Regions from separate parts of the Sus scrofa genome. Here region 1 is linked to region 2. The links are chromatin contacts, called in public HiChIP or PLAC-seq maps. All regions are on one chromosome and are shown on one strand. Each heading gives the region's core, a stretch centred on a gene start, on an enhancer-like site or on the middle of the called end of the contact. The rest is flanking DNA. Distances are from core to core; before and after follow the strand shown.

Region 1 (2,823 bases), core at 189-2,688, 110 kb after region 2:
GAGTTGCCTGTAAGTAGAAATGTGACCAACTGGCCTCTGAATCCCTAAGGGAGAGAGCATCATTATTTTTCTTGTCTGTCATGATTTTATCAGTGGTTGCCCCTTGTTCTGCACTGAGGCAGGCCAGGCACTGGACTCTTTATGCACAGAGTCAGCCAGCTGCAGCCCGTGGATGAAACCCGACCCATCATCTGCTTTGTAGGTAATTTTATTGCAACACACACACACACACACACACACACACACACACACACACACACACACAGTATATTTGTGACCATGAGAATAGTTAGGATATTTGTGAACAGGAAAAATGCGGTAGAAATTATATATACATGGTGATTCCAATTTTTAAAAGCTTAAAAAGAATAAGAAACACACCTAAATGTGAAAATAACTTCCCCCTCATCTAATATAACAATCCACAATGGTAATTATGCCCACTCCACAGAGGCAGAAGCAGGAGGATTGCCTCTGAAGACTGGACTGGTGGGTGGCTTATTCCATTTCTCCATACTGTCTTCTGTATTTTCTATAATTCCACTCTTTGTTCCTATCCCACAAGGGAGGCCAGGTCCTGAAAAATCCAAAGATGCTCCCTGCTGTTCAACTGAATCCCCTCTGCCCAAAGGCACAGCCTGCCATCTGTCCCAGGCCTCTGGAGACGTGAGGATGCAGGTTGCTTATTGGGCTTCCCTGAGAGGTCTGGTTCCTGAAGGCCTTGAAAGACCATCCTGTGAGTGCAGCTGCCTATAAAATCTCATTAACTTCAAATTAAAATTTAAAAACCTGAGCCATCCCTGATCAATCAAAATTAATTCAATTTCTTTTTTAAAAAAACATCTGAAGAGGGCTGTGACCTCCTCTCAGGGAAATTTGGAAATTTCCTGGTGCTGTCTCAGCACTCCAGGCTCCGTTTCTGCCTTATTCCCTCCTCTGGTTCAGAATCTCTGTGTAAACCAGAGAGCCGGCTTCCCTCTGGTTGTTTACTGATCTCACAACTCTTTATGTCCACAGCTCACCGGGTTCCTGTCTAAGCCTGTTGGTGACCCAGCCCTGGGCTTTTGCCAAGCCCCTGACTCCCAGCTCCCGGCCAGCCACCCAGCCAGCCAGCACCCTCATACCAGCTCTCAGTCCTGTCATTTTGTTCATGAAGGTAGCAGTGCAAAGGAGGAGTCAGATTTTATTTCTGGTGGTGACATCAGCAAGAGTTTGAGTAGCTCCCGGCTACATTAACAGCAGAGAAACTAGCTCGGATGGTTCCAGGGCTCCATTTTTGCTGTTTCTACCTCTTTGTCTGCACTTGCCACTGCTCTTCTTCTCCCATAAAGCTTGGTTGTTACTATTAAATGTTGTCCCAAATAGAAGTTCACTGATTCTGGAGTTCCCGTCGTGGCTCAGCAGTAATAAATCTGACTAGCATCCAGGAAGACGCAGATTCAATCCCTGGCCTCGATCAGTGGGTCAGGGATCTGGCGCTGCTGTGAGCTGTGGTGTAGGTTGCAGACATGGCTCAGATCCCAAGTTGCTGTAGCTCTGGCGTAGGCCAGTGACTGTGGCTCCGATTGGACCCCTAGCCTGGGAACCTCCATATGCTTTGGGTGTGGCCCTAAAAAGAATACCCGCCCCCCTCCCAAAAATTTCAAAACAAGCAGAGAAAGGTCTCTAGCAACACTGTTTGGCTTTCTTCTCCACATGGCTTTACACTTTACCCCTCTCTAAGCTGCAAATTCACCTTACATTTTAGGGCAAATTTCACTCCTGTGCAATTTGAGGTGCCCTGACCAATAATTCAGGCCTCTGTATCCTCATCTTGTGGATAGCCTTGTTAGTCTGAATCCACTAATGGTTTGTAATCAAGCTCCTGTCTTGAAAATTCAGGTGACCTTGATTCCCTTCCTGGGCTCCCAAGTCCAAGCCAGGTTGGCATCCCAGGGATGTGAAGGCAGTTACCCTATAGAAGGGCCATGTCTGTCTCAGGTACTGTCTCAGACGCTTTGACAAGTAATTTGCAAAGTGCTGTGAGCAGAAGTAAGAGGACCCGGAATTCCCATCATGGCTCAGTGGAAATGGATCTAAATAGCATCCGTAAGGACTCAGGTTTGATCTCTGGCCTCCCCCAGTGGGTTAAGGAGCTGACATCGCTGTAAGCTGTGGTGTAGGTTGCAGACAAGGTTGAGATCTGGCATTGCTGTGGCTGTGGCATAGGCCAGCAGCTGCAGCTCTGATTTGAGCCCTATCCTGGGAACCTCCATATGCCTCAAGTGTGGCCCTTAAAAAAAAAAAAGAGGTAAGAGGACCTGACCCGGCATCTTGGCTTAGCCATGACCTGAGGCAAATGGGATGGACTTTGGATGGTAACTACAGGGTATCAGTCAGTCCTCAATGGGAAGAGGGCCTATAAACTGATTACAAGCCCACTAGCTGCTGGAGCTCTTCCCTGCCTCCTGTTAGGCTCTGAAAGGGAAAATAGGTTGGGCTTAATCAACAGAGGACTTCTATGACTGCAGTTAGGAGGGACGGACCAAATAAAACTAGATTTCTTTCCCTTTGTAATGGTCTGGGTTCCCCAGAAACAGAAGAAATGGGATTTATTATGAGGAAAGTGCTCACACAGTTATGGAGGCTGAGAAGCCCCAAGATCTGCAGTTGGTGAGCCAGAGAGCAAGGAAAACCAATGAATGGAATACAGTCCAAGTCTGACCCAGTGGCAGAATGATAATGTCCCAGCCTGAAGACAATTAGGCAAGAGAGAATTCTCTCTTATTCCACATTTTTGCTCCATTCAGGTGTTCAATCAATTGGATGAAACTCATCCACTCT
Region 2 (2,725 bases), core at 90-2,589:
TAAGACTGCTCCCTGGAAGAAATACCACCTGGTGTATCAGGTAAGCCCAGTTCATAATCCCAGCTCTGCCACTTTTTGATCTGTAACCATGAGCACCGAGACCATGGAGGTTATAAGAAATCATAAGACCCATGCACAAAAAGCCCCTGGCAGAAGGCCTGGTACATAGAAGTCTTGCATTGTATTGATATACATGGCAGTGACTAGAGGTGGTAGCACCTCTTTGTAAACTAGGCATGACCTGGGACACCAGTCCAAGTGACCCATCTTGAGATTAGACCTCTGAAGCACAGTCATTACACGGACCATAAAGACAAAGGAAACCTGAAGCAAGGGAGAGAAGGAGCTTTGCTTTAATCTGTTCCCATACTTTACATCCAGGAAGTCTTCTCCGATTAGTTCTTATTTGCTGAATATTGTATATTCTTAATCCTGGCTGCACATTAAAAGCATCCTTCTTTTTCTCTGATATTATTGGTCTGGACACACCCCAGCTACCCATATTTTTGTAAAAAGCTCCACAGATCATTCCAATGACTAGTCAGGGTTGAGATCCATCATCCTGAACAATAACATGCCAACTGCGGCCTGGCTATTCAGGCTTTCCTTCCAACTAAATGCAACCTTTCGGAGGCTCCAAAGCAAGTGTGGAGAATAAAATTCCCATGAACACAAAATAAGACATAATCATAGCTACCATTTATTGGACACTTATACTGTGCCCATTTCAATTTCTGGGCATTGCTAAGACTTACAACACTCTTTGTTCCCATATCAACTTCTGGCTTCTCCCCTGGGCCCCATCATCCATCTGCTTTGTGTGTCTCCTAAATGTGGGCTGTTCCTGTCTCCAGGACTGCAAGGTAAATTCCACCAGTCCTCATCTTCTCTTCTTTCTCAGCCCCACCCACATCACCTAGGAATTGGAGCCTTCTCAGGAGGGCCTTGTGTGATCTCCAGGCATAGCTGCATGGGTGGCGGACCTTGGTTAAATAAGAAGCCATTTGCTCACTTACCAACCACATAGATACGGTCCCGGAAACTCACTGCATTGATGCATTTAGCCTCTACTGGCATGGCCGACTTTAAATTCCACTTATTAGTTGAAGGGTCATAACACTGAGTCTTGTCTGTGGCCAGTTTCCCATTGGGCCCTCCCCCAATCACATAGAGCTTCTTCTTATGGCTGGTGGCTGCGAAGGAACTGACGTGGACAAGGAGAGGCGCGGCCTGCAGAGGCACAGGGCACCAGGAGAAGCTGTCAGTCACAGTGCCCAGATTGCTGCAGTGGCTCAGAGGACACAGGCTAGGAGCCAGGGGACACAAGCCTGGGCATCCTTTGCCTGAAGTCACAAGGCCTGTGGGCTTGACTCCCCTTGAGACAGAGAGAGGATCATAGCACACATTTCCCACCCTCCCTCCACGCTCCGGAGGCTTTCAGCCTATTTCTCCCAGAGTCCAGCTCTCAGGGAAAGAGAAGTAGAGACAGGAACAAGTGTTTATACAGATGAAACCAGACAATATTGGAGGAGAATGCATTCTCAGCCATATTCATATGTTCCTTCATTCAAAAAAAAAATACTTACTGAGTGCCTACTATGTGCTAGGTATTATCCTGGGTGCTTATAAGGGTTTCTGGTGGCTATGGGTAAGCAGACACTCCCATTCTGGGGCAATATACAGATTTGGGGATTAAGCCAGACTTGTACTTTCACCCTGTGAACCCTAGGGCACTAAAGGGGACTTTCAAGAGTGATTGACATGACTCTCTTGGGTCATGGAGCAACTTTGTGATGGGACTTGATAAACTGAGATCTTGGGTACACCCCATAAATATTAAGGGCTCCCTATAAAGTTCTTTTCAAGTTAACAGATCTTGGCTGGATGCCATAATGATGTGGCTACCTTTGCTTGTGCGTTTGATGATGCTTAACACTTCCCAAAGCTGGACCATGGTTTGACATATAATCTGATAAGAAGAAAGAAAAATTTGAAATTGGGACTAATCTGAGAATATAGAAAGTGAGGTCACCTTACCTGAGTGTGTGTGTGCGTGTGTGTGTGTGTGTGTGTGTAACATGAGATCTACCCTCAACAAATTTTTAAGTGTAAAATGCAGTATTGTTATCTATAGGCACAATGCTGTTTTATCTCCAGAGCTGGTTCATTTTGCATAACTGAAACTTTATATCCATTGATTAGCAGTGGTTTGCCTTTTCCTGTGTATAATCTACACATGAGGTTGTACTGCTGAAGTATTTCATGCAGACATGTAAATGGTTCATCATTAATAGGCAAATAAATAAGGGCCGACTTCTAAATACTGTCAAATGACTCTGTTTGGTTCAATAAACAGTTTAGTCAAGAGATCCCTGTGTGCCCAGTGTGGAGAAGACAAGGACAGATGGTATCTGAGGAGACAGAGTTTCTCGGGCAAGACATACAGACCAAGACAGGATCAAGCCTCCCCTCTACACCTGGGGTTCTGGCCAGGATAGGACAGGTAGCCACACAGAACTTCCCCACCTGAAGGGAAGTCATTTCTCTGACCTGATCAGCAATGCTAAAATGATGGCTCCTATGAGGAGGGAAGCTCAGTGACACCAAAAATGTTCTCAGTGGGAACAGAGAGACCAGAGAGTAGCCATATACCTACACTGACAGATACCTTTCTTTAAAACTTTGAAGCAATAATACAGAGCTACTCATTGAAATAATCTATACC

What was found. HiChIP or PLAC-seq counts read pairs in DNA pulled down with a chosen protein or histone mark.
Region 1: a contact with region 2 is called in an H3K27ac HiChIP or PLAC-seq map of skeletal muscle, with 2.1 times the contacts expected there. The contact joins two enhancer-like sites. A contact is called at or near these places in 6 of 47 Hi-C or Micro-C datasets (blood, liver, psoas muscle and 1 more) and 1 of 2 datasets of contacts at active chromatin or transcription factors (skeletal muscle).

The regions. Positions count from the first base shown.
Region 1 is chr13:121,544,958-121,547,780 of Sscrofa11.1, forward strand. No RefSeq gene overlaps it. Among named protein-coding and RNA genes, the nearest start is that of KLHL24, 18 kb to the right of the region's middle. Within about 2 kb of position 1,439, at least 7 of the 83 cell types and tissues checked have an H3K27ac peak or open chromatin away from gene starts, as enhancers often do. A contact at or near this core is called in skeletal muscle, where this site is marked.
Region 2 is chr13:121,431,217-121,433,941 of Sscrofa11.1, forward strand. It overlaps KLHL6 (kelch-like protein 6), which reads right to left. Exons shown (of 8, transcript XM_021069900.1): 6 at 2,725; 7 at 1,017-1,230. Among named protein-coding and RNA genes, the nearest start is that of MCF2L2, 54 kb to the left of the region's middle. Within about 2 kb of position 1,340, at least 2 of the 83 cell types and tissues checked have an H3K27ac peak or open chromatin away from gene starts, as enhancers often do. A contact at or near this core is called in skeletal muscle, where this site is marked.